Regions from separate parts of the Mus musculus genome. Here all the other regions are linked to region 1. Evidence: chromatin contacts called from public HiChIP or PLAC-seq and promoter capture Hi-C data. All regions are on one chromosome and are shown on one strand. The core of a region is the stretch at or near the end of the contact, and the rest is flanking DNA. Distances in the headings are between cores, read along the strand shown. Region 1 holds the start of Hdac11 (histone deacetylase 11). Region 2 overlaps Iqsec1 (IQ motif and Sec7 domain 1). Region 3 overlaps Iqsec1 (IQ motif and Sec7 domain 1). Region 4 overlaps Iqsec1 (IQ motif and Sec7 domain 1). Region 5 overlaps Iqsec1 (IQ motif and Sec7 domain 1). Region 6 has its middle 61 kb from the start of Iqsec1. Region 7 holds the start of 4930471M09Rik (RIKEN cDNA 4930471M09 gene).

The links. Promoter capture Hi-C pulls out the DNA fragments that hold promoters and counts their contacts. HiChIP or PLAC-seq counts read pairs in DNA pulled down with a chosen protein or histone mark.
Region 2: a promoter capture Hi-C map of embryonic stem cells shows a contact between it and region 1, with 3 times the contacts expected there. The contact joins the enhancer-like site here to the promoter of Hdac11 in region 1. A contact is called at or near these places in 7 of 39 promoter capture datasets (the C10 cell line, cranial neural crest, embryonic stem cells and 2 more), 1 of 484 Hi-C or Micro-C datasets (cerebral cortex), 2 of 115 datasets of contacts at active chromatin or transcription factors (SST interneurons and pancreatic cancer cells) and 1 of 9 other capture datasets (liver).
Region 3: a promoter capture Hi-C map of liver shows a contact between it and region 1. The contact joins the enhancer-like site here to the promoter of Hdac11 in region 1. A contact is called at or near these places in 9 of 39 promoter capture datasets (the 3T3-L1 cell line, the C10 cell line, cranial neural crest and 6 more) and 1 of 115 datasets of contacts at active chromatin or transcription factors (SST interneurons).
Region 4: a promoter capture Hi-C map of pre-B cells shows a contact between it and region 1, with 4 times the contacts expected there. The contact joins the enhancer-like site here to the promoter of Hdac11 in region 1. A contact is called at or near these places in 19 of 39 promoter capture datasets (the 3T3-L1 cell line, the C10 cell line, cranial neural crest and 11 more), 3 of 15 datasets of contacts at CTCF or cohesin (the NIH/3T3 cell line, embryonic stem cells and pro-B cells), 43 of 484 Hi-C or Micro-C datasets (3T3-L1-derived adipocytes, the AML12 cell line, B cells and 25 more), 20 of 115 datasets of contacts at active chromatin or transcription factors (the NIH/3T3 cell line, SST interneurons, astrocytes and 15 more) and 3 of 9 other capture datasets (embryonic stem cells, embryonic tail and embryonic trunk).
Region 5: an H3K27ac HiChIP or PLAC-seq map of the NIH/3T3 cell line shows a contact between it and region 1, with 3 times the contacts expected there. The contact joins the enhancer-like site here to the promoter of Hdac11 in region 1. A contact is called at or near these places in 8 of 39 promoter capture datasets (cranial neural crest, embryonic stem cells, liver and 4 more), 2 of 484 Hi-C or Micro-C datasets (liver and neural progenitor cells), 5 of 115 datasets of contacts at active chromatin or transcription factors (the NIH/3T3 cell line, embryonic basal ganglia, embryonic midbrain and 2 more) and 2 of 9 other capture datasets (embryonic stem cells and embryonic tail).
Region 6: a contact with region 1 is called in a promoter capture Hi-C map of hippocampal neurons, with 4 times the contacts expected there. The contact joins the enhancer-like site here to the promoter of Hdac11 in region 1. A contact is called at or near these places in 4 of 39 promoter capture datasets (the HPC-7 cell line, cranial neural crest, hippocampal neurons and 1 more), 2 of 484 Hi-C or Micro-C datasets (cerebral cortex and cortical neurons), 1 of 115 datasets of contacts at active chromatin or transcription factors (large pre-B cells) and 2 of 9 other capture datasets (embryonic stem cells and embryonic trunk).
Region 7: a promoter capture Hi-C map of embryonic stem cells shows a contact between it and region 1, with 23 read pairs. The contact joins the promoter of 4930471M09Rik here to the promoter of Hdac11 in region 1. A contact is called at or near these places in 4 of 39 promoter capture datasets (cranial neural crest, embryonic stem cells and neural stem cells), 4 of 484 Hi-C or Micro-C datasets (the N1E-115 cell line, cochlea, embryonic retina and 1 more), 6 of 115 datasets of contacts at active chromatin or transcription factors (the NIH/3T3 cell line, SST interneurons, embryonic basal ganglia and 3 more) and 2 of 9 other capture datasets (adipose tissue and embryonic tail).

What each region holds. Positions count from the first base shown.
Region 1 is chr6:91,154,958-91,159,335 of GRCm38.p6, reverse strand. It overlaps Hdac11 (histone deacetylase 11), which reads right to left and starts at 2,521. Exons shown (of 10, transcript NM_144919.2): 1 at 2,489-2,521; 2 at 1,791-1,939; 3 at 75-175. The coding sequence starts at 2,490.
Region 2 is chr6:90,659,278-90,663,655 of GRCm38.p6, reverse strand. Iqsec1 (IQ motif and Sec7 domain 1) reads left to right here. Exons shown (of 14, transcript NM_001134384.1): 14 at 701-4,058. The coding sequence ends at 1,201. Among named protein-coding and RNA genes, the nearest start is that of Slc41a3, 57 kb to the right of the region's middle. Within about 2 kb of position 2,600, at least 28 of the 459 cell types and tissues checked have an H3K27ac peak or open chromatin away from gene starts, as enhancers often do. A contact at or near this core is called in embryonic stem cells, where this site is marked.
Region 3 is chr6:90,682,046-90,686,423 of GRCm38.p6, reverse strand. The region is part of intron 3 of Iqsec1 (IQ motif and Sec7 domain 1); the gene reads left to right. Among named protein-coding and RNA genes, the nearest start is that of Slc41a3, 79 kb to the right of the region's middle. Within about 2 kb of position 2,458, at least 24 of the 459 cell types and tissues checked have an H3K27ac peak or open chromatin away from gene starts, as enhancers often do. A contact at or near this core is called in embryonic stem cells and liver, where this site is marked.
Region 4 is chr6:90,739,179-90,743,556 of GRCm38.p6, reverse strand. The region is part of intron 1 of Iqsec1 (IQ motif and Sec7 domain 1); the gene reads left to right. Among named protein-coding and RNA genes, the nearest start is that of Iqsec1, 69 kb to the left of the region's middle. Within about 2 kb of position 2,641, at least 108 of the 459 cell types and tissues checked have an H3K27ac peak or open chromatin away from gene starts, as enhancers often do. A contact at or near this core is called in the AML12 cell line, B cells, ECoMG myeloid progenitors and 5 more, where this site is marked.
Region 5 is chr6:90,766,207-90,770,584 of GRCm38.p6, reverse strand. All of the region lies in intron 1 of Iqsec1 (IQ motif and Sec7 domain 1), which reads left to right. Among named protein-coding and RNA genes, the nearest start is that of Iqsec1, 42 kb to the left of the region's middle. Within about 2 kb of position 2,529, at least 10 of the 459 cell types and tissues checked have an H3K27ac peak or open chromatin away from gene starts, as enhancers often do. A contact at or near this core is called in the NIH/3T3 cell line, where this site is marked.
Region 6 is chr6:90,869,371-90,873,748 of GRCm38.p6, reverse strand. It overlaps a transcript of Iqsec1 not described here. Among named protein-coding and RNA genes, the nearest start is that of Iqsec1, 61 kb to the right of the region's middle. Within about 2 kb of position 1,923, at least 15 of the 459 cell types and tissues checked have an H3K27ac peak or open chromatin away from gene starts, as enhancers often do. A contact at or near this core is called in cortical neurons and hippocampal neurons, where this site is marked.
Region 7 is chr6:91,439,018-91,443,395 of GRCm38.p6, reverse strand. 4930471M09Rik (RIKEN cDNA 4930471M09 gene) reads left to right here and starts at 2,542. Exons shown (of 3, transcript NR_045980.1): 1 at 2,542-3,035. It overlaps 1810044D09Rik (RIKEN cDNA 1810044D09 gene), which reads right to left and starts at 2,409. Exons shown (of 2, transcript NR_038153.1): 1 at 2,238-2,409; 2 at 1,641-1,954.

The DNA of each region.
Region 1 (4,378 bases), core at 1,272-3,771:
GGTACTCCTAGGGCTGAGCTGCTCCTCCTCCTACCACTGCTCCCAGCCACGGCCCACAGATCCCTGTACTGTACCTTCAGCTCGTTGAGATAGCGCCTCGTGTGCACCACCAGCAGGTCCTCCTCCGAGGCCTCCCGAGCCTCCACCAGCATGCCATCGGACAGCAGCTTCTCTTCTGGAACCACAGAACAAGACCCTGCTTCCTTTCCAGTTCTCAAGGGCCCAGCCCCTAGGCCTGCCCTTGGGCTGCAGGCTAGCCTCTGGCAGCCCCTCAGCACACAGTGAACTTGTGGGTATGCTGAGAATGGCTGTCTCCCTAGGCCAGTGTGGCCAGCGGTTAGGCCCTCTCTGTCCAAGGGGGTTGAACCTGAAACACACAGCAGTCTCCATATTTTCTGTGCTGCTGACAGCCACCAGATGAACTCAGGTACAACTGGATGACTTCCAGAAGCAAACAGCACAAAGAACAGCAATGTTCTCAAGGTAGAAAAAGCTCTTCAGAGCAACTCTCCCTCCACAGGTGGCTCAGGATGGTGTGGCCTTTCTCGGCCTGAACCAAAGGAGAGCAGTGGCTCACAGGCAGCAGAAGCCAGAACTGAACAACTGCTGTTTTCAGAGCCTTGTCTTCCTGCTGCGACCTTCTATTTATGGCAAGTGAAAGTGCCTTTCCCCATTTTGATGACATGGGTTTCCTTTTTAAAACAAAGTTAAGTTTTAAAAATTCCCAAAGCTCATTTAAAAATATGCAGTAAGTGTAGGAGTAGGTGGTATAGGGGGCATCGGGGTGTCTGAGTGGCTTGCAGAGTCTGGTTTCTGTATAGGGATGCCAAAGATTCATTTCATTTTTACAAAAGAAATTGAGGCTGAGAGCAGACATCCCCCCACAGGATGGTGAGACTGGGCCATGATGCTCTGGTTCTAGAGAAATCACAACCTAGGGTCTATTTTCAATGAGTCATGCTCAGAAACCAACGGGTCCCATCCACATCTATACGCAGGTCCAGGCAGGGGCTCCCTCCCACAGCCTCCCATGGCCTCCGACACCTCCAGACTCAGCCACGGTGCCCAAGGAGCCTGCCCTGTGGTCCTGCCTCCCGTCCTTCCTCATCCTCAGAGGCGCAGGAGTAAGAGGGGCTGGCGCTCACTCCCAGCTGAGGGGGATGAAGAACCCTTCTGTTGTGCCACTGAAAGAGGCAGGAGCCCAGATGGGGGCAGAGGGCACCAGCAGGAAACCATTTGTGCAGTCAACAGACGTGCAAGGCTAGCATCCCAGCCTTATACCAACACCACACATCACCTGTGTGCTTTCTAGTCCATGACTTCCTTTGGATGTTCAGGCAGGTCCCTACAGCGGAGGGGGAAGCTGTACCACCTGCCGTAGATAGGAGGTCCCCCGAGGAATGAAAACAAACCCAACAGAAACAGCTATGTTATTAATGTCTAATTTGATCCTATTTTTTGCACGATGCAGACCTGGGAGCTTGCTCTAGATTTTTAGGAAGGGAGATAGGGATCTAACTGGAGGGAATACAAGACAGGTCCCATCTTGCTTAGTAGCCTGCCTGGAAAGACCCTTTAACAGCAAGGCAGAAGGCAGTAGGCAGTCTGGGGGCTGAAATCAGGTAAGGATGGAATGAACACAGGGATGGAGGAGGCAGATGTAGGTCTGAGGGGGTGATGAGGATAGGGAGAAGGAAAAAATGGAGAAGGTCGATGCAGGTCTGAGGAGGTAGTATGGATAGGGAAATGGAGGAGACACGTGCTAGTCTGGGGGGGGGGGCGGCTCTTACCTTTCAGGAAGTTGATCACCTTGCCCCATTTCCCAGCATCAAAGGGGTGCAGCTTCTCCAGGCCCATGAAGGTGATGTTGTAACGTGGTGAGTACACGATGGGCCAGCGTTTCTCTGGTACATGCTGGTACAGCTGTGTTGCGTGAGGCCTTCAACGTGCAAAAGAGACACACATATGGACAACAGCCTCCTTGTGGAAAGCAGTGTTCCCCTCCCCACTCACACCAGGTCACTTAACAACCAACAGGAATGAAAACAGCTCCTTCCTGAACCCTGGCTGGCTTTGATTAAATCAGCTTCCAACACAGTCCTAACAGCGGCTCTGGGGACCAGGTGTGCCCAAGGTCACATGCCAGTGCCAGGTGTATTCAGGAGTACTGGTGCCAAGGCCCAAGGCCTGCACGGGGGAAGGCGGGGTGTATGGTGTAGGGGCTGGAATGTGGCTGTCTCACGAGTTAGCTCACACATCTGTGAAGCTGGGAACAAAATGCGCTGGGGCGGGGGGAGGGGAGGTGAGTAGACCGCGACTGCAGGAGGCTGTGCCCTCCTCGCAGCCCTGCAGCCCACCGCGGTGCCCTGCAAAGGGGAGAACCACCGTTCGTCCGCACGGTCACCCAGCCCGCCCCCAGCTGTCCCGCCGTGCCCATGGGAATCCCCAGAACCCATGCTTGGCCCCACGCGCGACCCCGCACACTCACATCCCGCAGCCGGCCCTGCCTGCTCTGGACGCCACTCCGCACCGGGAGGGGTGGGAGGGGTGCAAGAGGCAGGGCCTACGCAGAACACACGCCTCCATGGCGCTGGGAGCTGGAGGTGGAGCTCTGGCCTGCAGCTGCGTCACAGACGACCGGACCGGCGCCGGCCAAGGAGAAGCACCCAATGGAGTGCCGCCTGGAGGGCGTGGTCATGCGCAGCTCCGCCCGCATTCCCAGGGTAGAAATAATCAGACACTTGGTTAGGTGATGTGACCACGGGCTTCTCTGCACTATGTGGTGGTCTGTTCTGGGCATACCAGCCCAGCTATATGTTCTTTCCTGCGGTGCATCCCTGCATTCCTGTACCATCTGTGGCTATTTCACCATGGTATAAACAGTCCCCCACTTATAAAATGCCTTGAACCTGTTTCCCTATTGTAGAACAGGTCTGGTGATCCTATTTTTAGGGTCCAGTCGTGAATATCTGAACGTATCTCCTGTCTCCATTCCCCCTACACCCTGACCCTGGAAGCTGACCGACAGCTGGGGCCCCAACAATGGAGGCCAGAAGAAGAGACAATAGGCCCCTGTTGACCCAGCTGTCTTCATCAACCAAACAGAAGCAGCTGACCAGAGAAGCAGCCAGGAACTAATATGGCAGCTGGGAGCCCAGGGGCCACAGGGTCATGTGAAGGGAATGGGCAACGTTTTTTTTTTTTTTGTTGTTGTTGTTTTGTTTTGTTAGGGCATGAGGTAGCATGTCACAGTGAAGATCAAAAGTCAGCTCTGGTCAGACAAGTTTTTCCCTCCACCTTTGTGTAGGTTCTAAGGATTGAACTCGAACTCTCTGGCATGAACACCAACAATATGTATCTGCCAGCCAAGTCTGATCGTTGTCTGACAGTTTGGAAGAATGCCTCTGATGTGCCTACTGCTAGGTAATTTTCAGAAAACAGGACATAAATTCTGAAAGATGCTGAGAAAAACTGCCCCTAGGAGTGTGAGCTCAGTCAGGAGTTACTGCCCCAGCCATGGGTAGTGGGGCTGACCCAGAGGAGACACTGCCTTCAGTTCAGAGGACAAAAGGCAATTTCTTGTTCTTAGTGGTTTGGGAGCGTTCCCATATCATGTGGCCTAGCCTATGTGTTAGGAGTTACAGACTTTGAACCATCGTAGATAAGACAGTGGCATTATGATTTAAAGTTGCTATAGACTTGGGCAGTTAGAAGAAATAGCATTTGCTTATTACAAACCGGGAGGGGAGTCTTCCTGATTCCTTTGGTATAATGAAGTTTGAGCCTATATTCAGCCCAGCCTGGGCTATCTGCCAGCACCCTGGTCTTGGAAGGTTGAATCTGTTTGCTGGGCTTTCAGCGCTAGGAGATGATGTTGACTGTGTACCTTCTGGGGAAGCTGAGAGACTCCAAAGATAACATCAGCTCTTACTGAGTGCCTGTCATTAAGACAGAGCTAAGCCAGTCCCCAGAGCCTCATTCACAATGAACTCTAAACACCCTGGAAGGCAAGTTTTATACAAGAGAAACTGAGGCAGAAAGGAAGAAAGAAAGAAAGAAAGAAAGAAAGAAAGAAAGAAAGAAAGGAAGGAAGGTGAAATCACTTGCCCAAATATTAGGGGTGTGAATAAGTGTGCAAAACTTAGGACAAAAACACACAGAGAGACACAAACATATTAGACTGCCAGAGAGGCTGGTCTCATCTCGGGGGACTTGTTCTGAGGCTTAGGAAGCTGCACACGTGAACGTCAGGCTGGGAGAAGGAGTCAGAGCACGCAGCTAGGAGCTGAGGCCCAAGAGAGCAGATTTAGTCTGAGAGTGTGAACTAAGTTTGGTTTCTGTGGCTAAGGAGAAGGGAGGAGCACTGGAGATTGTCAAT
Region 2 (4,378 bases), core at 1,351-3,850, 500 kb after region 1:
CCTGTCCCTGTGCTCCGCCATCCATCGCTTCCTTCCTGGAGTTTTACTGGCTGTGTGTTTGGGGTCAGGACACAATGGAATCGCTTAGCTAGTTCACAGGAGGAGTTTCTGAGAGAAAGGAAGAGTCAGTGTGGATTTCATGAGCTCTCATTCATCCCCCCATTGCTTCCTGCTGCCCACACCCTGACTCTGCCTACAGACGTTTTACTCCTCCTGGGTTTGTAACAGGCAGCTGTGAGGAAAGTCCTAGGCCACACTCCACCCCCAAGGATAAGTTATAGGGTCCTACCTGTCTGATACCACCTTCCCCAGACACCTCTGGACCCCCACATGGGCAGAGGTCCCAGGAGAGTTTAAGGCTTTAACTTTCTAGGAACTAGGTTCATTCCTTTTCCACACTCACTGCCACTCCTTGGCCTCACATGCTCACAACACCCTACCTACCGTCATGTGGGCTGATGTCTCAGTCTGGCAGCAGCACAGCATGAGCAGAAGCACCCTTGTGCTGTTTCACAGAAAGGAGATGCCCCTCACCTCCATCAGGACCAGTCCCCAGCTGCCCCCGCACAGGCCGAGCCCGCATCCTTCCTACCCTCGGGCCTAGCAGTTCAGTGGGTGACTTCTGAGTTTGGAAAACTTGGTCTGGCCTGTGTGCTTTGAGATCTTTTTTAATTTTGGTTTCTATGAATTTCCTTTTTAGGGCTCCATCATTAGCAGTCCTCACATGCGCCGGAGAGCGACCTCAACACGAGAGTGCCCATCTCGCCCCCCCCAGCCCGTGCCTAACTCCTCCTCTCTCCTGGGTTCTTTGTTTGGGAGCAGGAGAGGGAAGCCCCCTCCCCAGGCCCACCCACCCTCAGCCCCTCCCCCAGCACCCCCTCACGCCCATCACCCTGGGCCCTCAGAAGGCCCACTGCATGGACATCATGCACAGTACTGCCATGCACAGCAGAATCCTCCGCCCTATCACCACCACCACCACTACCACCCACCCCCCCACCTGCAGCACACCCACCAGTACCACCATGGCCCACACGGCGGGCACCCCCCGTATGGGGCCCATGCACACAGCCACCCGCCTCTGCCCACAGCTCACCCTGGTCATGCAGGGCACTCAGCGCATCATCATGGGCAGCCCCCTGCCCCACCGCCCCCCACCAGCAGCAAGGCCAAGCCCAGCGGCATCAGCACAGTTGTGTAGACAGCCCAGGCAGCTGCCTCCCACACACCAGGCACACAGAGGCCTACTAGGCACCAGCCTCAGACCAGCCCAGGGCACCGCTATTGCCACTCCCTCTGCCCTCATAGCCTGGGTGGGCCTGTGGGCTTGCCTTCCATGGAGCAGAGCTCCCTCTCTGGCTTAGCCCTGGCACCCAGTCCTCCCTTGGCCCAAGGCTGGACCTCAGCCACCACTGGCCTTGACATGGCGCTGACCAAGGAGAAGTGGAACTGCCTCTCACCCTGTCAGCCCTCAGCCCCTCACTCTACACACATCTGAAAACTCATCCTAGCAAAGAAAACATAAGATAGAAAAGTCAGACAAAGCAGAACCAACCCCCAGACTGGCTGTGTTATTGTTTTGTTATTGGCAGTGGGCAAAATAATAATATAATAATAAGTAGACCTGATAAGGGTGATGAAATACGTAAGTAAACTTTATATAATATAAATATATAAATATATAAATATATATATATACATACTGTATAGGTAGTGTTTGTGTGTGAAAGATAAGCATTTCATCCACAAAGCTAGCACTAGGGACCTCCTAAGGACTGCCACTTAGGTGGCAGGAAGTCAATCTAGATACATGTGTGAGTAGACCAAAAAACCCTGCTAGAACAAACCCAGATCCTTCCATATTTTCATACAAAGAGACTCTCTAGCCTGGCTGAAACCTTACACGCTCATGACTCACTGTGCCAAGTAACACAGCACCTGACTGTCTAATACCCCACTCTGCTCTGTATAGCCCCCTATTTTATTAACAGAGTACTATTCTAAGTAACCAGTATTATAACTGCTGTTATCTCCAGTAAGCAACTAGGCAAAGTGCAGTCAACTCTACCCTAGTACTTGGGGCAACCAGTCTAGAGCTGGCTGTCTCAGGACCTCAGCCCCACAGATCCCTAGACACTTTATACTGGCTGCCATAACTTTGATCTCCCACGCTCTACATTCCTTCCCTCTGTACATGGTGAGCCACGCTCCCCCTCCCCCACAGTCCTCCCAGGGCCCACGTGGCAGAGGGGTTCCACCCCAACACAACGACCACTCATCTTCCATAACTTCCTCATCCAGTTCCCAGCCCCAGCAGGCGGGTGGCGTGAGCGCTGGGCGGCCCAGGGCGGTGTGTGTGTCCCGTGTTGTGTTCTGAGTGGCAACAGCAATCACTGTAATTCCATGCAGCCATGTGCTCGTGACCCCTGTGTCATCATTGCACCTGGCCAATGAGTGCTTGGCCCTGGCCAGGTGAAGCCCCCACTGCCTCTCATGGTCCAGTGAGCTGCCAGGCCTCACATGCCCCAGCTGTGTTCTTGTCGCTTCCATGTGTGACACCATGCACTCCCCTGGGGCCACGTGCTGCCCATGTTCCTGTGCCTGAGTCACCCACGGGCTGTACTTTACAGTTTCAGCCCTTCCAGCCACCACAGCCTCCAGTGCTGTGCTCCTAAGCCTAGGACCCGAGGACTGCCTGTGGCCTCTGCCTGCGCGGAGGCCCTTTCAGATTGGAAGGAGTTGCCGCCTGACCGTGGGCTGCGTCTAGGACCTTGTGAGCCACCGGGGCCTGCCCAACCACAAGAGAGATCAGGAGCCTTCTGGCCCATCACCACTCTGCTGGCCTGCTTGGGTCACCCATTTCCCTCCCCTTCGTGTCACCATCGTCGAGGTCACGTACCAGCAGATCTGCAAACTGAGCACTTTGTATCTGTGCAGAGAGCAAATCCTGCAACATGGAGGTCAGCCTTCTGTCTCACGGTGGCTGGACCCGCCCGCCCCATCCTCTGTCAGCATGGCTCATCTTTCTCTTGTCATCTACGCAGAAAGAGAACTGATCACCATAGTGTATCTGACTGGGGCCAGCTGGCGAGGAGCTGCCCGCTTCACAGTGCCCCGAGTTCCTTGCTTATGCTCCACGTACTGTCTGTCCTCAGTTAAAGAACACTGTCTGACAAGGAAGGGGGACTGTGCTGCATGTGACCTGGCACCAGTCGTGTGGGGCTGTGCTCTCTGTATTGTACATTTACAAAATACACCAGTGTTACTGTTGGCAAATAGTTGGAGTGGTAACATTAAATATGCCGGCTTTTTTTTTTTTCACTCTCTCTGAGCTAGTGGTAAGTCAACCATGAACTTGAGATTGTTCTGAAAAAGACATGGCTGTTAGGTACACTCTCACTCTTTTTAAAGGGACACTTAGGAACAAACTCAAAGGAAGGCCCAGTTTATCTGGTAGGGTGGAGTGGGGCCTCCCTCTCTCCACAGTGTCCTGTATTCTCCTGGCTAGCCAGGGCTCTGGGCTCCTCCCATGTTATCTTTCATGTGTCCTAGAGACAAGCCGAGGATAGTGGGTGAGTTCTAGGGACCAGGCTTCTAAGCATACTCAGTCTTTCTCTGAGTTCCTAATTCAATATGTTATCGGATCAGGATAATGAGAGCTTGTGATCCTGTGTTGTTTTACAGACAGGGACCTGTCTTCATAGGATGTGCCTGGGCCTGCAAGTCACACAGCAGAACTAGCTTGGAAAGCATAGGCTTTTTTTTTTTTTTTTTTTTTTTTTTTACTGATGTCCCTTGTTGCCTGTTATTCAGCTATGGCATTGAGGCACTGAGTGTCTACACTTCTATTTACCACTGTCAGGATACACTTAGGGCCTTCACTAATGACCCGAGTTATTCTGGTCATCTGTGGAACTGGTGACAGATGGAATACCTTAGGGGAGGCAGCTGGTAACATCACAAAGGGCTTTGCAGGGACAAGAGTGAAGTTGTGGATTTGTATTTTTTGAAGCTCCCAAGTGAGTTGTAATGTGAAAATAAAGTTCAGCCTAATGTGCCATCATTGTCCCCAGCCGCCTGATGTGGAGCATGCTCTCTAGCACATTTTAAAGCCTCCGTGTTTTTTTTTTTTTAAAGGGTTAAGCATCAGGGTTTGCATCTGTGCTGTTCAAAGACTTGAGAGCCACCCTGTTGTTTTGTGATGGGGGAGGTGGGTGACTGCCATCTGCACTGTGAGGAAGACCCAGCCAAAGTATCACTGAGCCCAGGGTCCTGTGGGAGATCCCATAAATCCTGAACCTCACGTAGTGTTACTTTTCCAGGTCATTCTACTCTGGTCAGCAGGGCGTGGTCTCCAGAAGATGTGACCAGGCTTGTC
Region 3 (4,378 bases), core at 1,209-3,708, 470 kb after region 1:
TCATGAATTTTAGACTCGATTCATTGAGAACCTTCTGGGGAAACTGGAGCCACCTCCAGATTGGAGGTGACTTTGAAGAGATAGCTCTTTATACTGCTCGACACAACCTAGAACTGGAAGGCCCAACCTAGAGGTGTGCATTAATTAAAACTAATGAAAATTAACTTGGCTCTCCAGGGGCACTAGCCACATGTGGTTATTGGAAACCAGGATAGGTGCATAGCTGTGAAACAGGCCAGGCCAGTCTAGAGCCCAAAGGGACAGCTGCAGCAGCTCTGGTTCTGAGATCTAGCTGGTGACACTGGCAGGAGCCAGTCAGGTTCCATGTGGGATAGACTCTAAGGCTCTGGCTGGTGCCTGTCTCGCTCCCTAGTAAGCAAGCACTCAGCTTCAGTTTCCTCCTTCACTCAGCCATGATACCAGGTCAGGGTGCCTTGGAGATTCTGTGTTGCTGTAAATTTGCCAGTTAAACAAGCCATAACCTGTTTGCCAGTCTTAGAGCCTTTTGTTCTATTTCTAAGGCTCTTCTATAGATGAGGGAAAGAGCTCTGGATCTCAGTAATGGCTGGTAGCTCCAGGTTTAGTTCACAAAATCCCGGGGCCCCTCCAGGGATAAATCTGAGAGCCCTGGTGGCCTTGTCTGGACTATAACTGCTTTGCCCTAGGCCCTGGAGTTTGAGCCAGGCCTTTACTGGTCCTCAGCAGTCCCAGTACCATGCTTGGTCTCTATCCATAAGATCCAACAACCTCCATTCCCCTCTGACTTTACTACCAGTTTTCTGCCCCCTGCTTGTCTCTTCTACCACTGCTTGGGGTTCTCCTGAAAGTCTCAGGTCTTCTCCCCTTACTACTGCCATCTCTCCAGGCCCTACCCTTGCCTGCACACCTTCTGAGAACCCTCCAGGACACATAGATCCTAATACTTCCCTAACAAGTGAGGTACCTATCTGTCCAGAGCATCCCTCCAGAGGGGTCTGCAGAGGCTTGCATGGTGCCCCACAGTGAGAGAGCCAGAGAAAAAGATGAAACGGGAGTGCTAAGAAAGAGAGGCAAGCTGGGAGGGCCTCTCTAGGGAGCCTATGCCACCTCCTGTTGTCCTGCCCCTGTCCAGGCCCCAGTTGCACATCTGGTAGGCAGCTCTAGGAGACGGCAGGAATCCAGAAACCCCAGGCAGAAGGGGACCAACTATACCACTGATCTACTCCAAGACCTGGAGTGTATTCCCATGTTTGAGCCTTGGCACAATTGAAAAATGGGTGTGGGTCCTTTTTCCCAGGACTTGGACAGAATTCGAGACAAAGGGGCCAAGGCCTGGCCTACAGCTGCCATCCCAGGAGGTTCTATGGGTGGCTGCTGTCAGGATCAGCTCAGTCTTGGAGGTTTTTCTTGGCCCTGTGCAGCTGGCTGTGGGAGAGGTGGGCAAATATTCATGCTCTGTAAGGTCATTTCACAGTCTCATTCTTGTCCTCACTCAGAGCCATCCATAGCTTCTGTTGTCACTGAAGGTTGTAGCGAAATGACAGGAGATCAAAGAGACCAGTGGAGGGAAGTATAGTCACACTTGAAGTCTAAACCAACATGATGTCTAGGAAAGCTGGCCTAGACTTAGAGAAAGCAGGCCTGCCAGAGCTGGAAGTAGACAGCTGGGTGGAACTGTGAGCGGGCTCACTGCTCACTTTCTGCCTGGTTCAGAAAGACCCCTACATTCAGACACAGACAGAAGTGGGTGAGGCAGAGGCAGAAGCCAACACTTTCGCTGCTAGGTCCTTGCAGTATGGACTGACTTTCCATTGTGGTGTCTCGTGGTGGCTCAGGGAGGCTTGGAGGCTTCCTAAAACAACAGAATATGTAAAGGCCTGTCACTGTCTTGCTGGGCACACTGGAGCTGAGAAATTTGACTCTTCTGGCTTCTCATTTTGTTGTCACTAAAGGGAGTAGTTCCCTCCACCAGGAACCCTCCTGATTCCCTATGCAGCTCCTCCTCAGAAGGTCCCAGTCTCTCCAACCATGCAATTGAAACCATACTTTATCCAGGCTGCTGTGGTGTCCCTCTCTGGTTGGTCCTGCTCAGACCTGGCCTGTTCCCTCCTTGCAGTCTGTACAGTTCCCAGGGGCTTGATGGAAGCTCCTAGCTTGAACTTCCTGTTTCATTCTTTCCAGGTGACCCAGTCATTCCTAGGATACAAAGGTCCTTGAGGGGTTAAGTGACTTGCCTCAGGGTCCCCAGCCAGTAAATGGAACTGAGATTTAAGCCCAGGCTTCCTGTTCTCTGGCTCCAGAACCAGAACCCACCCTGCCTCACACACCAATGGGAAAACATGGTTTTGGAGGGTGGGGACTTGGTTGGCCTATGGCAGATAGCCAAAGGGGACTGTGGCACGCCCCTCTGCTTACAGTTCAAAGATCAGACCAGGCCAATGGCTTCCTTCTATAAGGGAAGCTTGAATAGAGGCCACCACATCTACATAGGGCAGGGATTGCCTCCCTCTGGTGTGGGAAGAACGGCAAGGTTGCCCACAGCAGAGGCTATACAGCATTCATATCCAGCAAAATGGCTGTCCTACTGCGTGGAGGCCAGTGTGAGGTAGTCACTCCTGCAGGAAGCCTCTCAGAGGCTGTCATTGAGCCCTGGAGCTACCTCTCATCACAGCCTGTCCCCTCGGTCTACCCACTCCTCAAAGTGGCTTACACTAATCCCTGTTCCTCAGCCACAGGGACTGTGGCTTCCTCTGTTCTGTGACATCCATATAGGGTCAGTCCCTCCTACCCCAGGCTTGGATCACAAGTAGTAGTTGTCAAGGATTATGAGTCTGCCCCCTTTCTGCCTGTATGCCTGACCACCACACACAAGCTTACACAGACACACACACTAGCAGAAACCAAGTTGTCTTGCACCCTGCTGCTCCTCTGTGCAATGACTGGGTGCTAGAGGACCCCTGGCTTGGTAGTAAAGTGCCCTGGCTCTGAGCCCTCAGACTAGCCAAGGAAACCTTCTAGTAACTGGCCCTTACTCATCCTGTTCTAAGCATGCAGGCCTCTATGCCCATTCATCCTGCTATGCGACTACCCTTCCTCTTCCCTCCCCCAGTTCCCAGTGCCAGCCAACCTGGGACAGCCTGTGGGCCCCAGGCTGCAACCTCTCCATGGACCTCTACTTAGAGAGCATCCCTAGGACTTCCCTGGAAAGGCCCTATCTTCTGTACTCACGGGCCTATTCCCACTTAGGCTCCCAGCCCCCTTTGCCATGCCAGCAGCTCACTATGCCTGGCACCTTAACCTCTGAAGTGTATGTGCTCAGGGAGATGCCATAGCCTCACACCCCATAGAACATCCCCACTTCCCTGGGCAGAGGAGCCTGGCTAGGAGTCCTGATATCATGGACCTGTGTGTATGGGAACAGGCAAAGAAGTAAGAGAATGCCAAAGCCGGGCAGTGTATCATGGGTGTGGGGAATGGACCAGATCATCTCGGGCTACTTCATTACCAGCTGTGCCAGGTCACTGCTGTCAAGGGACCAATAAACACTGGTATTTGTTTTGTCCTACTCAGGAGATAGAATAGACCTCTACTGACTGGGATAAGGGAATGTACCTGGTCTCACCATTTTATGGGCACACAGCTGGGTGTACTTGGGCTGGCACCTCACCCCTTAACAGCTCTTAGTGACTGGACAGAGGGAAAGGAAGCCACTGTGATCCAATGGCCAGCCTGGCCCTAGGGGTTCTGCATAGCTCCAAGTGGTCTATGGTGGATCTCCAGAGCAGGACATATACCCTGAGACTCATCTATACAGCTGTTTGCAAACTCACTCATGTCATCCTGTGACAATAGGACCTCCCTGCTAATGAACTGAGGGCTCAGGTTTACATAAAGACAGACAGGAAGTCAGGGGCTGGGGGTAGGAAGAAACCTGTCTGAATCAGAGAATAACCCTCCCCTCCCTTCCCTGGACCCTCAGTTGCCACACACACACACACACACACACACACACACACACACAGAGGAAGAAACCTGTCTGAATCAGAATACCCCTCCCTTCCTTTCCCTGGACCTCAGCCACCCCCCCCCCACACACACACACACACAGAGCCAGGTGTCGAAGGTAATATGCCCTGCTCTGGAGCTAGAGCAGGTATAGATAGGCTTTGTCTGTACCTGCTGCATCTGCCCTGTATGTTTCCTGAGCCCCTGAGGATCTAGCTAGTGAGACCACAGCCTGGCAAGGATAGGGGATTCACTTAACCCAGTAGTGCTGCCCCAGACACATTCCCAGGGTCTTGGCTTCAGCAGGGCCAGTGTTAGAGCCTCTGGTGAAGCCTGACATCTAGCATCTGTTTCTGCAGCACAGTGTTCTCAGCACAAAGCTTCCTGGTACTGG
Region 4 (4,378 bases), core at 1,392-3,891, 420 kb after region 1:
TCATTAGTTTTCTTTATGCTCCAAATATCAGCACTTCACAGTGGTTACAAGCCTCGCAGATATCTTTTCCTGTGGCTAGGCATTGCCTCACTTTTGAGGGATGGTTTGAGACAGGATCTCTCTACATAACCCTGACTGTCTTGGAATGCACTGTATAAACCAGGCTAGCCTGGAATTCGCAGAGATCCACCTGCCTCTGCCTTAAGTTCTGGGAGTAAAGGTGTGTACCACCATCCCTGACTCTTCTCACTTTCTTTTCTTTGTTTCTTTTTTTTTTTTAAAAAGATTGTGCTGGGCGTGGTGGCACACGCCTTTAATCCCAGCACTACAGAGGCAGAGGCAGGCGGATTTCTGAGTTCAAGGCCAGCCTGGTCTACAAAGTAGGTTCCAGGACAGCCAGAGTTTCTATACAGAGAAACCCTGTCTTGAAAAAAAAAAAAAAAGCAGATTGTGTGTGTGGGGGGGGGGGGGGGGCACATGTGTGCTCCGCCCCCGCATGTATACCTGCATGCCAGAAGAGGGCATCAGATCCCAGTATAGAGGGTTGTAAACCACCATGTGGTTGCTGAGCATTGAACCCTGGTCCTCTGGAAAAACAGCCAATGGTCTTAACCACTGAACCATTTCTCTAGCCCTTCTCACTTTTTTGATGGCCTTTTTTGTTATGCAAAAGTTTCTCATTGTGATTTACTGATTTTTATTTTATCCTTTGCATTTTTGTGCTGTGGAAGAAATAATGGCCTAACTCTCATCAGTCCTGTGATTTACCTAAGAGTTTTGGAGCTGTCTGTCTTCCATTCAGATCTTTGATTGTTTTGAGCCAAACACAGGCAGTAGGAGGTCAGTGTTCAAAGTGTCCTATTGCATAGAGACAGCCAGTTGTCACGGGGAAGAAGCAAAGGCCAAGGAATTACCTCAGCACCTTGTCAAAAGCCACACCTCACTTTACAGTGCTCAGTTTTGTTCTCACAGTACTAGGAGTTGAACAGACTGGAAGATGCTAGGCAAGCACACTGCCACTGAACCCCCTTTTTATTTGGAGACAAGGACTCACTGAAGTGCTCAGGCTTACCCAGTAGCCCAGGCAGTCCTTGACCTTGAGACCTTCCTTGAGTTTGGAAGGCTGGGGGTATATCTCAGAGCAAAATGCTTGCCTAGCATGTAAGAGGCCCTGAGTCTAGCTCAGAACCCTCCGTCATAGTCTTGTTACCCTTGGTCTGAACACATGCCTATCACAGGACCCTCCAGTGTGTCGGGGCTAAACATTGGAAGTGATGCTTCAAGTGGGGCTTCACAGACCACATTCTTACATTTGAAAATCCCATGGCAGAGAGCTAGCTGGAAGGTAGAGGTTCAGACTAGGGAAGGGAAGTGTCCCACACCATGGTATGCACTGTGCTCCAAATTAACAGAGAGGCCAAAGAGTGATTTAAAAAAAAAGAACCTAGTTAGGAAAGCCCCTGACCTGCTACTGTCCTCTGTGGGTGTATGTGGGGACACCATCTAGGAGCTCTGTGAGGACAGCGTGTAGGTACCAAGTAACAGAAAGTCCTGCGTGCTGCAAGCACATGGCCATGTCTGCCCCCTTGCCCTCCATCCAGGTGCTGCTTCTCGCCCTACCTCAGCAGCGCCTCCTCTCCCCAGCATAGCAGCCCCTTGGCCTGACTCCTGCTGCAGCCGCAAGCCCTGCACCCTTGCCCCAACTTCACTGCTGCCCTCTCTAAGGCTAGGTTTGCAGGGTTTGTGCAGGATGAATAGGGTGCTTTCCTAGCCCCAGAGCCCTTTATCATATGTGCAGACCCTCAGCTAGTCAGTGTGGCTGCCTAGCTCCTGTTATTGGTAGCTATCATCTGCAGACCTTCTGCCCAAATCTGTGTCCTAGAAGTACTGGGCACAGTAGGGGCCCAGAAAATGATGTGTAGAGGAGATGATACCTTTGGAAATGGATCTAATGGGTTTGGACACAGCTAACAAACATTTAGGAAGTTGTGTGCATGTTCCAGAAGCTAACAGTATGTCACCATTGTGCAGTCTCTGCCTTTATTGGTGAAGTTGTATGTGTGGTTGTATGTTTATAGGTTATTTGCATTTTTGTTCTCTGAGCTACTTATGTGAACTGGACTTGAAAACTTTTTGAATCGTAGTTTCTATTGTTGATCTGAAGACTTCTTTGCATATGGAATAAAGCAGAAGACTACAAAGGTCAAACACATGGTGGCATGGCATAGCAGTGTGTGCTCAAAGCCATTAAGTTTAGCCTGACTGTCGAAAAGCTGCTGGAGATGGGGCTGGGTGAGGAACCTCTTTATCTCAAGAGCACAGGGAGCTATAGAGGAGTTCTGAGCAGGAGTGGGATAGGATAGAGTCGATTTTTGAAAATTGCTCTACATACGGGACAATACTGGCTAGAAGAAGGAGCTAAAAGGGTAGACTGGGGCTGGAAAGTACAGGCCATGACTGGTTGCAGAGTGCCTTGTTTTAACTACAGGAAGAAGGCACAGACATGCTTGCTGATGATGGAAAGGTGAGAGGGAGGGGGCGGGAGATGAGGGATGGGATGGCTTCTGCTACACACACTTCCTGTGCTGCTAGCATCTGCACTGTTGTGAGTTACACTATTTTGTTTCTTGCGGTTTTTCTCTCATCCGTTCCCCTACTTCCTCTGTACATAGAAGGAGCAGAGCAAGAGAGGATCCAGGCTAGGTCATTCTCTGGGTGAGTAGGTTTGATTGCCCAACATGAGGCTCTGCCCCAATCATCTCAGACCCACATGGTATCTACAGATTGGTCATCTGTCCCATGCCACAGGACTGACCTCCAACCCAGACAGATGACAGAGCTGTTGCCAGGGTAACCCCAGACAGGAAACATGAAATAAGTATTTCCAGGCAGGATATGGACATGGGAAAAACAGATAGGAGTGTCCCTGAGGGAGCTGGGGGGATCTCAAAAATCACTTGGGTCCCTTGACCCTTAGCTCTGCTGTTCTCATCTCCTCAGGGGCTCTTTCAACACCCAGTTAGCTCCTCTGCTGAGAAGGTTCTGACTGGCAATGTGAGGTGGGCATTTGTCTTATGCTTCCTGCTCACTTGGTAGAGGAAACTATAGGGTTCAGAAGGGGCACCCTCCATACTGAGGTCACAGGCAGTCATCCTAAGCCTGTGTCACAGCAGGCCTAGGCACCGTACCTCCCAACATCAGAAATTGCTATTTTCCTTGTAAATTTTTACATTGATTTTATGTGTATCAGTGTTTGCTTACATGTATATATGTGCACTGTGTGTATGCCTGGCACTCATGGATCTTCTTGGACTGGAGTTAGGACGGTTGTGAGCCCCTATGTGGGTGCTATGAATTGACCCCATATCCTCTTCAAGAGCACTGAGTTGTCTTTCCAGCCCCAGAATTTTATCATTTGCAAACAGATTAAAAACAAACAAACAAACAAACAAACAAACAGCAGGAATATATCCAAGTCAGGTGTAGTAGTGCATGCCTTTAATCCCAGTACTTGGGAGGCATAGGCAGGCAGATCTCTGAGTTTGAGAACAGCCAGGGCTACACAGAGGATAACAAGCAAAACAAAACAGTAATGCAGATATATAGTGAGATATATACTTATACATATATGTGTGTACATACATATATACATACACACACACACACAGGTGTAAGTAGAATGTTTCAGTGGAAGGCCAGTCTTCCTCTTTTCTGTTCCCAGCTCTCCTTGCCCTTTCCAGGGTGTTTCTGTGCCTTCCCTGGCTCATCCTTGTCAGAGGTAGTATATTCAGGGACCAGCAGATCTTCGGTGCCCGCCCCCCTTACCTCCAAAGGTACAAATACTTAATATTAGCACACAGGCCAGCCCTCCAGTACTGTAACCACTATCTTGTTTTGGCTTATAGTTGTAGAGATTTCAGTCCGTGGTTGCTTGGCACCATGGAAGCACAGCCCATCATGGCAAGCTCAGGAGGCAGAAGCAGTTACTAGTCAAGGCCTGAGAAAGAAGAAACAAAGAGTAGAGAGGTTCAGCCACCTTCCAATACTGCCACCCTAGAGGCCAAAGCTTTTTCACACAGACCTTGGGGGTGCAAGGGATATTTAAGATTCCAACAAACCCATCATGAACTGAAAATGTTTGGTGAAAAATTAATTCAATATATCTGCTGACTGACTCCCCAGCTGGGCAGCACCCGTTGTATAGAGCAGGCTGGTGTCCCGTCCCCAGATCCCCGTGGGACACCTGTTCACTGCCTCATCCCAACATCTTGGAAGATGGTCAGACTGCATCTCACTAGCTCAGGGAAAGATCAGAACTCAAGTCTGGAGTGTGTTCACCCACATATCACTGAGTGCATGACACCATTGTAAAGTGAGG
Region 5 (4,378 bases), core at 1,280-3,779, 390 kb after region 1:
CTACCTGCATGGCTCACCATACCAGTGTCTCCCCACTCACACCACACAACTTTGTTGTCTGTTTGTTTTTGTTTTGGTCTACTTTCTAATTCATCTCTGAAATGTCTCCACTGTCACTGTGACTTTTGTTCATTCTGATCAGGTGGTGGGAGCACACATGGTTCTCCTCTGGTCTCCTTATCTCTCCTCCCTTGCCCTCCCCTCTCCTCTCCACTTTTCCTTGTCCCTGCCTTCTCCCAGACCGACATGGAACTCAATGTGTAGCCAAGGCTGGCCTTGAACTTGCAAAGGTGTGCCTGCCAGTCTTGTGGGTGCCCAGATTCCAGGCTTCAGCTGCCATGCCTTTTTTCCCCCCTTGATCCTTAAATGTTGCCACCTACCTTCAGCACATCCCACCTTCAGGATTGGCAGATCATCTTCCATAAACGTCCTTTACTCTGTCTTTCAGTGTGGCTAGCTCCAGCCAACAGGAGAGAGCCCAGTCTCTCCTGAGCCTCAGCCAGCTGGCCTGAATAAGTATGTGTGTGTGTGTGTGTGTGTGTGTGTGTGTGTGTGTGTGTGTGTGTGTGTGTATGTGTGTGTAACAGAGAATTGGATGGGAGAAACAGAAGGCAGGGGTGCCAGAAAGGAGATAAAGTCCTAGGAAGGATGCAGCAGCCCTCTTAGGGAATTGCACATACATAAGTACAGACAGACAGACAGACAGACAGACAGACAGACACACACACACACACACACACACACACTCCTAAAGTTGGTTCCTGTTTGGGTCCTTTGACTTGTATGTCCCATGGAGTCATTCTAGGGGCCAAAGAATTTAGATCTCTCAGCTCAGATCAGGACCAGAAGAGTGGTTTTTCTCTCTTACCTGTGTGTGGGCTGTGGAGTGCTGGCAACAAGACAGGTTAGGGCAGACACCGAGAAAGACTTCTATGGTGTCTAGAAAGCCATTTTGCATAGTGGCTATTTTAGAGCCAAATTTTTAGGCTCAATCTTAGATGTACTATTTGAATAACCTGTGCATGTGTCCAGACCTCTTTACACCATAGTCTCTGTGCTCTATAGCAAAGTAGTAGAGCCAATTTTAGCATGGACTGTGACACATGAGCTTATGGCACAGAACACTGGCTACAGTGAGCAAGGAGAGAGTTCTCACAGGGAGAGAGGCTTCACTGTTACCACTGGCATGGCCAGGATTCAATTCCTTGGAGTTTCAAAGAGCTGCATGGGTAGGGAGGGGCAGGCTTTAGAGTCTGAATTCCCTAATTCACCTTAAGAAGGATGTTCATGCCTCAGTTCCTTTTATTGCCTTGGTTCCCACAAGGTCCCTGGATTCATCTTTCTCCTTGTTTTGTGGGTGAAGATCCAGTGGAGAAGAGGCTCTGAGGATCTCGTGGCTGTATAGCTCAGCAGCATGACAGGATCAAGGTCTCAGACCCAGGACTCTGCCAGCAACTACATCTGCAGCGTCCTTGCTATATGACCGTGGGCAAGTCAAAGTACCTCTCTGAGCCTCTCTTCTTCCACACCTAGCAGAGAAAAGTTGGGCTAGGGCTTGTGTTGCTTAGGATGCCTTATTTCCCTTTACAGAAGATAGAGAGAACCAGAGGAGATATAGCTCTTGTTTCCCCTGGTGGCTCATGCCTACCAGGTTCCAGCTGCTGGTGTGTCCAGTTGGTCCTGGTCTCTGGTTCTGTCCTGACACCAGGTAGAGGTTCTGTTACCAAGTTACTAAGTGACCATGGCCCAGGATTCGCTCCCTCAGATGCTCATGGCTGTCTGTGCCGTCCCCCCTCCTCCCAGTAACAAAACTCCATCTGACCATGTAATTGTCCTCAAACTTCCTGCCTGTCTGGCCCCTGGGAACAGCTGGAAAATAGCCTACCCAGATGGTGCATAGGCCCTGGCTTCAGACCCCACCCTGGATCCATGCTAGGCAGGTCATGTCCCCTCTCTGGATTTCAGTGTCCTCACTGGCAAAATGAAAGACAGAGGGATCAAGTGAGAGAACTGCTCATTCATTAATTCATCTGTTCCTTACTCATTAGTCACTGCTCTAGGCTACCTGCTGTGCTGGGACAAGAAGACCTGGAGCAGAACCCCCTCTTTACCCTCAGCAATCTCAGCCCAGCATTTTCAGTTGTGCAGTGGCACAGAAGGGCCTCCAGGCATTCTATAGAGCTGGAACTATCAGAGATGGCTTCCTAGTGGGGTGGCATGGGGATGGCACCCAGGTCTTAAAGGACAAGAAACTGCAGAGAATTCAGGTGATCAGCTTAGATGTTTATTATCTCACTATGGGCTCACTAGACCTGTGAATTGAAATGAGGGTTTATTGTCTACACCTAAAACTCACCTCTAAGCAGGATGCTTACCCATCATCTTCCTGGCTTGGTTTCTTCCTACTAATGTGTATGATCCCTGAGCCAAAACCTGCCCTTAAGAGGCTCAGTTCCTAGTGGTGACCATCCCTCAGGGAACAAATGGAATGTTTTCTGTGCCTGGGTGGTGGTAAGCCCACAGGCCATGTGAGTCAGGGTTGAGGGTGAGGACAGCTCTCCACAGAGTTTCCATGCAGACCTGCCCTCCTTCCCTGTCTCGCACTGTGTTGTGACTCCTTATGCCTCTTTGGAGGATGGAGGGAGCACTCCTTCCAGAGTACCACCCACCCTCAATCTTCAATCACCTGTAAAAACTGATTCTCATGGAGCACACTCCATCCCAGCCCACATTGCCCTGGACCATAACAGTGAGAGGTTACCTCACATCCCAAAGGTCACTCAGTTCTATATTGCTCTCTGTGGTCCTGTGACCAGGATGGTGGGATTCCTGCTCCCACACATCAGTGAGGGCAAACTGAGGTGCAGATAGGTGAAGTACCTCAGATATGGACAAGGAAGTCAAAGATGAGTAAAGAGTCTGTCCTGTTCCCAGGGACAAGCTTCTGCAGGGCAGGGGTGGCATCTGTGGTCAAGATATCTTAGTGTGTGCCCTTCAGTTTCCTCCCTAACATGCCTGGGCTAGGGTACCACCTAGTAGAGTACACACAATCCCTGAGTCCCTTTCTCACACTCTGTGTGTGTGTGTGTATGTGTGTGTGTGTGTGTGTGTGTGTGTGTGTGTGTGTGTGTGAGGGTGGGGGGAGAGAAACTGTTACCAACCGTCCAGGCTGAAGAACACAAGGAAGGCAATTATGGAGATGGTCAGGGAACCCAGCATGCCACAGATCATGCTACTGTGTGCTCCCTGTGACAGCTGCTGTACTGCACAGTTCCCTAGCACAGAGAGATAGATGTTTATGGATGCAAAAGGAACTTCTGACCCAGACTGGACAAGAGTAGTGTCCATAGGTTTGTAGTTGGAGTTCAGTGGCAAAGCATGTGCCAGGACCATCCCCAACAAATAGGAAGGAAGAAAGATAGCCCCTCCACAGAGGTATAAAATGTGCTTTTGAGTTTGCCCCTTCTGATCAACCTACTAAGTTCCTCTCTGTCTACAGTCTCAGCCAGACTGCCCCCAGATACTTTTAGCTCCTTAAATAGTGTCCTGCATCCCCTACCCCCCCACCCCCAGCAGCCTTCAGAGAAACTGGGGAGGTAGTGGCCTTGGGAAGCCATGCCCATTCTAGGCCTAGATTACTGGCTATAAAGTGTGCAGATGTGGAACTCATGGTAAGAGGAGAACAAAATATAAAGAAGAATGCAGTGGGACCCAAGCTTCTAAGGGTATTGATGTCAGCCCTCCACAGGATTCTGGCCTCTGGTACCTGACAATATCCTCTGTCTGACTAGCTCTTGGGCACAAAATGCTTCCTGCACTGTCCTGCAGGTAGCTACTCTGGCTGGCATCTGCTACAGAGCAGGTATATAAGGTACAGGTAACTAAGAGCTGTACCCCAGCTAGTGACTAGTATCCATGGTGTTAAGTAAACCCAGGACCAGAGCATCTGTGGCTGAGCTAAGAAGCTAGTAGTCACAGGGAAGTCAAGACTAACATGCAATCCGGGCAACACAGGGCCTCAAATTTGTCAGACACAACTCTTCCTAGCTATGGATACCAACCTGGGGACCGTATGAGACATGGAGTTCTGATAAGGAGGCTGGGAGGAAGCTCAGCAAGGAAGAGCAAGCTGCTGTGGCACTTGACATCCTTTGTTTTCGGTCAGTGTGAGGACCAGAGGCTGTCCTGGGGCAAAGGAGAGAGGGAGGTGATGGATCAAGGGATGGGTGAGAGAGTGATAGATGGATGGACGATAGATAAGTGGAGGTTGGGTATATGGATGGGAGGGTGATGGATGGAGGATAGGTGGATGGATTGATGGAGGATGGATACATTGATGGACAGATAGAGAGTAGGTAGATGTATGGATAGAGGATGA
Region 6 (4,378 bases), core at 674-3,173, 280 kb after region 1:
CATTTCTGAAGCTTCTCTGAGTTTGCCACCAAGTCCTAGAATGACATGGGTCCAAATAATAAAGGGAATGAAACCCCAAGAGCTCTAGGAGGGATGGCTTCCAAGGTGGAGTCATATGAAATGTACATAGGCTGTGCTGGGACTGGGCCTGCTAGCATTCTGCTGTGCTGGGTACAGGACTCAGGAATAGCTGAAAAGCCTATGTGTCTCTGCAAGTAGTATCCTATGGTTCAGTTGAATGAAGGTGTGGTGTCTAAGTGTGTGTTCTTCTCATTGCAGGTCTGAAGAAGAAAGTTCTCGCAGCATCAGGTATGTGTTTCATCTTCCTTTTCTGAATTTCTGTCTTGGGAGTGGCTCTCAGAAACTATGTGCTTTAATTTCTTCCCTATGGGTCCCTCTGCCCCCCTGACCACTGTCCAGACCTGGCCTGCTGCCCCAGGGGCTCTGGCATGTTATCTAAGCACACACAGACCTGCATTTATCATGTGGGTTTTTCCTGGTTTAGAATAAGTTCTAGAGTATGTGCAGTGTAGTTTTTTCTCCTTGTTAAGGCTGCTAGTTTCCTCTTGTGCTTAAACTGTGGCTAGTTTAGGACCAGACGTTTCTACACTGTCACTGTTGCGGCTGGGCTGGGCATAATGTTTAGGATGTTTGGTTCAGTACAGATTTTCACTACTTGACTATCACATGGGTACATCTCCATGGGGCAGGGAATGCAGGGAGTTTTCTGTCCCTTCCCAACCCACCTAATAAACATGGTGTACTGTCTGCAGTGGGAACAGTGACTGGGCCAAAGGGAGGGGCAGAGCTGAGTAGGAGCTCTGTATCTCAGTGCCTCTGCCTCTGTCAGCTCTCAGCTCAGGAGTCAGGGAAGCAAAAGAGTCATAGAGACCATTATGATCGGGAGGAGGCAATTTAAGAGCCTGTGGGCTCTGAACCCTTTGGGCAGCTGATGGACTTCTAGGTCTTCCGGTGATAACTAAGATGGCTGGTGTGTGGTTCTAGGTCCAGCTTGGTGGAACTGGGGTGTCAGTGTTGAAGGGTTTTCCAGGTACCCTGAAGATGAGACATGGAGGGCAGAGTGACTATCTCCTGAGTAGATAAGCAGCAACTAGGGGAGAGAGTCTGTGTGAAATGAAAGGACTGTTTCTAGAGCCCCGATCCATCATCCATCAGGAAGCAGAGACACATCAAGAAGGGCTGAAGGGAGAGTCCTAAAAGAACTGTGTGTAGTGCTGAGGGGATTAGCCTGGGACACACCATACACTGTCCAGGCTGATAACAGTGGGAGCTGGATATCAAAGAGGGGAGACATCCTGGGTGGTAGAGACTGGGTGGAGATGGAAGGAAGGATCAGATGGGTGACTAGAACAACTTGATGAGACAATCAGTGAAGCAGCCAAAGTGGCCCTACTATGCGAGGAACAAGGGGGAAGGAAAGCTCAGAAGGAACAAGTGGTTAAGGAGATGGCAGGGTGTAGAGAGCCTGTATATCTGTAGCTCCCTTTTCACAAGAAAGGACAGATGTGAGATAATACAGGAGGTGGAAAGAAATAAAGACACTAGTAAAATGACCTCTTTGGCAGCTAGGATCAGGAGCCCCTTTGGCGTCTACCTAGTGATCATCCTGCATGAACAGTATTCTATACTATTCATTCAAACAGTTAGCTAAAAATAAAGTGGCCTAAAGAGGAAGGAATTTTTGACTACGGTGTTGGGACTGATTGGTGTCTAGGGTGTGGGCTTCTCCCATGGACAGTGAGTGGACTGTATACGATCTGCTCAGATTGCCTGTTACTTAAGGCAGATGCAACGGATGCCAAGAGATAACTGTCTTTGCTCAGAGTGAAGGTCACATACCCATAGCCAGGACACCTCACTCTGTCTAGGGCTCTACTCCGGAGGGGGTACTCTTCCTGAATTCCCATGACGCAAGCTGCCGCCTTCTGGCAGATTCTCTAAGCCTCTTTAGCAGAGAGCTGTTTTGGGCATGAGCGTGTTTGGAAATTCATGTGCACCACTTTTCCCCAGGCAAAAACGTTGCAAGATCAGATGTATTCATTTTCCACAAATGAAATGACTCATTTTTTTTTTCTGAACAATTTTGCAAACGCAGGACTTTGGTCATTGTTCCTGAGACCATGTGTCTACTTTTGATTCCATTTAGAGAGAGCTCTGGAGGCCCTGAATTTGAATCCTCTAATGATGTTTTAGTGGAGGGAGGGCAGCTTGGGAGAAGAGAGGGTTGTAGGATTTGGATTCTAGAGGAATGGAGAGATGCAGGCAGGCAGGAAAGAGGGCCGCCGAGGCTGTTTAAAATGCAAACACTTTGCACAGGTCAACCTTGCACCCTTTCTTTTACTGGCTGCTTGTCAATCCTTTGAAATGAACTTTGCTGTCTGTGCTCAGGAAGAGGACTAAATAATATTCAATGAGGGATGTGCCTCATCTGCACAGCCTACCTAACATATTGCACAGCCCACCCCACCCTTCAGACATCTGTGATTGCTCTGTTCCTTCAGCTCAAGGAAGTTAAGGGCAATGAATGTCACATAGCTCATCTCAAACATTGCAGCCTTCTAGTGCAGAACATGCATGTCTCACTGTAAAGCCTTTGCATGGTACAGGGGCCCATTGTGCTTGCTGAAAATTCAGACTCTGAGGGCCAGGGACCCAGAAATTTGTATTAACGAACTCCTGCATAATTGAATGGCTGCATCTGTTCATCACAGGCATTGTCCAGGGTTGAACATGTGCCTACTTCTTAAGTATGAGCTCATGGGTATGTGGAAAATTTGCTGCTGATGGTTAGGAAAATACTGAATAAGGAGGTTCCATGAAGCTTGTCCCTCTAGTTTGGGCCTCTGAACTGTGACATGTTTTCTAAAGGGAGCATCAAGCAACTCAGGGTTGGAAACAGGAGCTGGAGGACTACTCATCTGAGCAGTGAGTGGGCATTTCTTGGAGAAGCTGAGCTTTGTGTTAGTGAAAACAATTGGACTTTTGGTGAGCATGTCTCTTGCTTCATCTGAGATGGCCTGTTAAATTATCTGGGCCCTTTTCTTCACCTCTATACACCAGATGAGAATATATTCTTCATTTCCTCATAAGGCCAATATGAAAACTGACAGATGTGGTAGGAGAGTTTGCCATGACAGGTAAAGAGAGCCATGCTTTTGGCTTTGGAGACCAGAGAGAAACAGGCTGGGGATTTTTCTGTAGCTTTGCCCATAGTAACCAAATGAAGACTGAGCCAGTGGCCTTGAGATGAATGTAAGTCAGTTTCCATGCAGTGACAAGTACCCGAGAAACATACTTTAGAGGTAGGAAAAATTTGGTTTGGTTTGTGGTTTCAGAGGCTATAATCCGTGGTATATGACCTCATTGTTTTGGGCCTCTGACAAAACAGAACATTAAGGCAGTTCTTTAATGTTAGATAGGATAGGGAGGGAAACATAGCATTCAGGGACCTGCTGGAGTAACATACTTCCTCCAGCTTGGTCCCACCTCCTAAGTTTCCACCACCTCTCAATAGCCTGTTAATTACGAATTTATAAATGGATTAATCCATCAATGAGGTCACAGCCCTTATGATCTAATCACCTTCTGTCTTAGGCTTTCTATTGCTGTGATAATGCTATGACCACAGACGAGTGGGGGAGGAAATGGCTTATTTGGTTTACACTTCCACATCATAGTTTATCCTGAAGGAAGTCAGGACAGGAACTCAAACAGGCAGGAACCTGGAAGCAGGAGCTGATGCAGAGGACATCGAGGAGTACTGCTTACTGGCATGCTCCCCATAGCTTACTCATCCTGCTTTCTTATAGAGCCCAGAACTACCAACCCAGAGTGGCACCGCCCACAGTGTGCTGCCCCCCTCATCAATCAGTATCTAAGAAATGCTTTACAGTTTTGCCTACAGCCCAATCTTATAGAGGCATTTTTTTACATTGAAGTTTCTTTCTCTCAGATGACTTTAACTTGTGTCAAATTGACATAAAGTTATCCCTTATATCTTCCAAAGGTTCCATCTTGGAACCCTGAGTGTTATGTTGAGACCAAACCTGTAACATAAAAGCTCTCAGGATGCATTTTGGACAGAAACTATCACACAGTGTGCACAGACATGGCTTAGCATTATATGGAATCAGTATAAGCACTGGGGTCAGATGATTCTGAATTTATATCTGTTCTTCTTGAAACTTCTTTGTCTACTTGGATCTGACACTGAAGAAACTCAGAGATCACGCTAAATTAGGAGTCTTTATTGAGCACATACTGTGTTCACGCCTTATTCTCACTAAGGCCGTGGATCTAGTACATGTATGTGCTCCATGAGAATGTGGGAGTAAGGATTCCATCCTCAAGGCCCGTG
Region 7 (4,378 bases), core at 1,293-3,792, 280 kb before region 1:
CCACCAGATAACTCCAGGTCAGGCTAGCCTGCTTTTGTCAAGGCTGAGTTCATAAGAATGAGAATTGCAAGGCCCCAGTAGCAGATCTGTGGGATTCCTCTGTAATGCAACCAACTGCCATCCTGTCTACAAAGTAGAATGCATGTGCATGAGTCCTGGGAACTAATGTAGCATAAAGCTTGGGAAAGACTCATCTGGACACTGGAATACTTGTGTTTTCTCTCCTAATGCTGCCCCCTCTGACCATCTGCTTCTCGCGTCTCTTGTTTTTGCTCCATTTTGGGTCCTTCCATCAACCTGGTCATACCAGGACCCCATGGCTAGAACCAACAGCTGCAGTATCTCACAGTGATCAAGAGATGGGTGTTTGAAGCTGATGCCCCACTGATGGTGGCTGGGTGAGGCTGGAAGGGGCTGAGGAATGGAGTGGAGCTGAGAATGGCTTCATGCAGGTGATGATCTCTGATGAGCAGAATCTATAGGGCCCATGTTTTACCTTCCAGGACCTGGTGCTGAGCAGGGAATGAATAAATGAACACAAACTGGGTGAATGAACTGTGAACACACATCTCCTCAGCAGAATGGAGGGGCCCCCACCCAGTCTGAGGCATAGAAACCGAGCCACACAGGGGAAATGTACAGACTCCTCCTAAGAGTCTCTGTAACTTTTATGCTCACACTTGCCTACACTTGTGTTGGGGGAGAAGTGAGGTGGTATGTGTGACTGTGGATTCGACTACAGGGCCTGGCTTATGGGAGGCAAAGCTCTACCACTGGGCTGTATCATTAGCTCTTGAGGGTTTGGGTTTTGTTTGTTTTGAGAAAGCGTCTCACTCTAGCCCAGGCTACATGAAAACTTGTGTCCTTTCTGTCTGTCGGTTCCCAGGGCCTCCTGATGGTCTGCATCACTGACCCCCAGGCTGTGAGGATTGAGAGATGCCCAGGAACTTTAGAAACACACATACCTGACTGTGTCCGATATAATGGTATTTTCCAGGGGTGTCCATTCACATCTCGACATCGTGATTGACAGTATGTACAGATGTGTTGGATAATACTCATAGCTCCTGTTATGCCTGTGGGCCCTGAGTTACAGGCTATATACAACTACTTAGGGTGATATTTCACATGGTGATTGTCAAATGGCAGAACTAGTAAAAGTAGGCCTACTTGTTAAAGTAAGTGACTTGTATGGGTATGTTTTGATCATGGTCCCTTCCTTCTCTCTGCTTTCTGTCCACCTTAAGACAAGTCACTCTGCTCACCAGCCACCACGATGGTTTGCCTCATCACAGGACCAGCCATAAGGGAGCTGGAGCCCTTGGACAGAAACCTGAAGCATGAGTCCAGGTGTGATTGTGGGGATTTTGGGAAGAGGGATAGTGGATGTACATCCAGAGGCAGTGAGGTCCCAGATGCCTCCTCTGTAGTGAGGGGGTCAAGCAGAAGAGCTCTCGAACCTGACAGATTTGTGAGCTGTCCTTGCTCAGCAGTCATGAGCACATCTCTGTGCCAAGAACTGAAGGGATAGCTGGAGCCCTCAGGCCACAGGGACTCAGGACACATGTGACTCCTGACAGTTGACCACTAACGTGGTCTGGCAGCCGCATCATTCCCCAGAAAATGAGTGTAGACAAACATCATCCAAACAGTAGTTTAATGTCCCAGGACCTTCCTGACCCTTTCAGCTGCTTCCTGAGATGAACAGGAATCACAGGGTAGAGGAGACACAGCACACTTCACGGGATACCAAAGACAGAGGAGAGAGGTGTGGATAGTCAACCCATGTGAACTCAAGTTGGTCTGGTGTCCCCTGGGTCTGCTCCCTCCCATGCAAGACAGGGAGCCTATGCGTGTGAAGGAGAAACAGCTGCGGCAGCGGGCGATCGCGGCGATCAGGGAGGCACATTCCCGCAGTGACTGACAGTTTTCTGTTTAGCACAGTCCCTGCGCACTGTAAGAAAGCGGAAGAGATGAGGGATCTGAGGATAGCCTCGGGATTAGTAACAAGCAGCAACCACTAGACCTGGCAGTGGATATGTGAACCCCATCACGTGCTACTGATAAGGAAACTAAACAACACCTGGAGTCAAGCCTCCCGCATCAGGAGGAAGACGAACTCGGGGGTGGGGGTGGGGTGCGGCGGGGAGGAGGCTATTTCTGAAGCCTATGAGAGCTGTTTCTGCCATGGCAGAAATATGCCTGCTCGCTTTCCCTTTCCATTTGATACTTAGTACCATGATGTTCCTTGGAAGTTATTTTTCACACATGTTCATCTATTGGGCAGTGTTCCTTTTCCAGATCTCAGGCAGAAGTCAGTGAAACATCTCAGCGTAAAGAGCCGCGGGAGCAGTCAGCACCGAAGGAGGAAGGGTCGGAAGACGGTTCTCAGGGACCAAGGCAAGGAAAGCGGCTCAAACTGATGACGCTACTGGCCAGCGCCTCAGGATGACGTCATGTAACCGCGCCGTCGCCGCTACTGCACTGGAGGCTCCGCCCAGCTTCTCCATTGCTAGCGCTTCAGTCTAGCAGGAAGGTCCCGTGCAGCTACCTTGGCATTCTAGCTGTCGGTTCATATTCGGGTGGAACTGGCCGTTTGAACACTCTTGAGAACTGTATTCTCATATCCGTAGCCCATCACTTGACTTCTAGGTATTCATTTTTTGAGTCTTTGTATATTCTAGACATTAACCCTGTCCTGTTCAGCTAGCAAGGTACTGCACGGTCCAAACTCGCCCTCCCGGGCGACCAGCTCATAATGACCTCCCGCCCTCAGTCTTATCGCTCATTTTTTTGTGGGGTGAGTGAGCAGGCCCCGTAGCACTAACTCCTGGAACCAGAGTATGTGGAACCACATGAGAGTGAGCTCGAAAACTGTAAAACAGTTGGTTTTACATCTATGATACATCTTTTAGTATGTTTAAGAGCTAATCCCATCCATTTGTAATTTTGATTGTAAACTTTGGATAAGATTTTTTCCAGAAGAAACACTGACATTTGCTTTGTGATTGAGTGAGTGTTCGCTGAGAGAACAGGTATTCAGCACGAACTCCTTTTTTTTTTTTAATCAAACATTTAATATCCTTTAAAATTCTTCAAGATATATCAACAGCCTATTTTATGTATAAAGATAAAGGAGGAAAGCAATGTATGTAATTAATGTGAAATTAAGACAACTTTCCTGAATATATATATACTATCTCAAATCAATAATAAAGATGAGTACTGCTTTTTTGCCTGTTAAGGAAAGTCATCTTATTGAAAAAACAAACAGCTGAAACGAAGTTTTCTCATGACACAAATGGACTAATTATACAGGTCTCAAAAATGTTTTAAAAAGTACCCTAAGAAGAAAATTTTCTCATTGGACTACACAGAAGCCATCATCTGTGGTGGGGGTGTATATGGAGGGATGTGTGGCAGCTGTTAGGGCTGGCAGCCTCTCCTGAAAACATCTAGAGATTTAATCTGACTCCTTTCATAACTTGCCCAGGACTGTGCCACGCCTGAAGGAATATAAACTCCTGTACAGCACTTGTTAAGTCATGGACTCAGTGTGGGTGTCCATCATTGGATGAATGGCAAAACAGCACAAACACACAGACCTAACTCCCCAGGGCACACACCCAACCATTCTCTCAGTCTGATTCTAGTATCCTGTCCCTCATATCTATTCTCTAAGACTGATCCCTAGTTTAAGTCAATTGAGGTCTGTTTTATGGTAGTGGTGCCTCTCCTATCTGGTGAGACTCCTGGTACCTCCCGTGAGTTTGCAGTAGACTCAAAGGTCCTCTCCCTATGCATGACAGGAGCCCCCCACCCCATCCATCCTCACATGCAGATTTGGTTTATAGGTGTTATTGGTTGTGTTTCCCATGATTTCCAAATTGTGAATTGTGCAGCTTCCAAACTGCAAGTCAGATCTAAATGTGAACTTAAAAGAAGTCAAAAATAAATTTGGAAAAAGGGGCTGGGTGTGGAGGTCAGTGGTGTAGTGTTTGTCTAGTGCATAGCGAAGCCCTGGATTCTATTCCTGAAAATAAAAGGGACAAAGAAGGAACTGGGGAGGAAGAAATGGAACCAAGTCACCAACCTTGTGGTCTGCAGCAAAAACAAGGTCCACATGTAGATTTGTAACACTAGCTGTGTACCCCGGAAAGAAGAAAGATCTGGTGCCAGTAATTTAAACTTCCTCCTGAGAATATTAGAAATCAAACAGTAAAGTAATAGAAAGAAACCGAGGAAAATCATTTAAAAACTGGAAACAGAATTTCAACAGCGAAAAAATGGGAATCAATTTTAGGTTCCTAAAAGGACAACACATCAAAATGCTGCGAGAGGGATTACCACTGTTGATAACATGACTTTCTAGGAATAT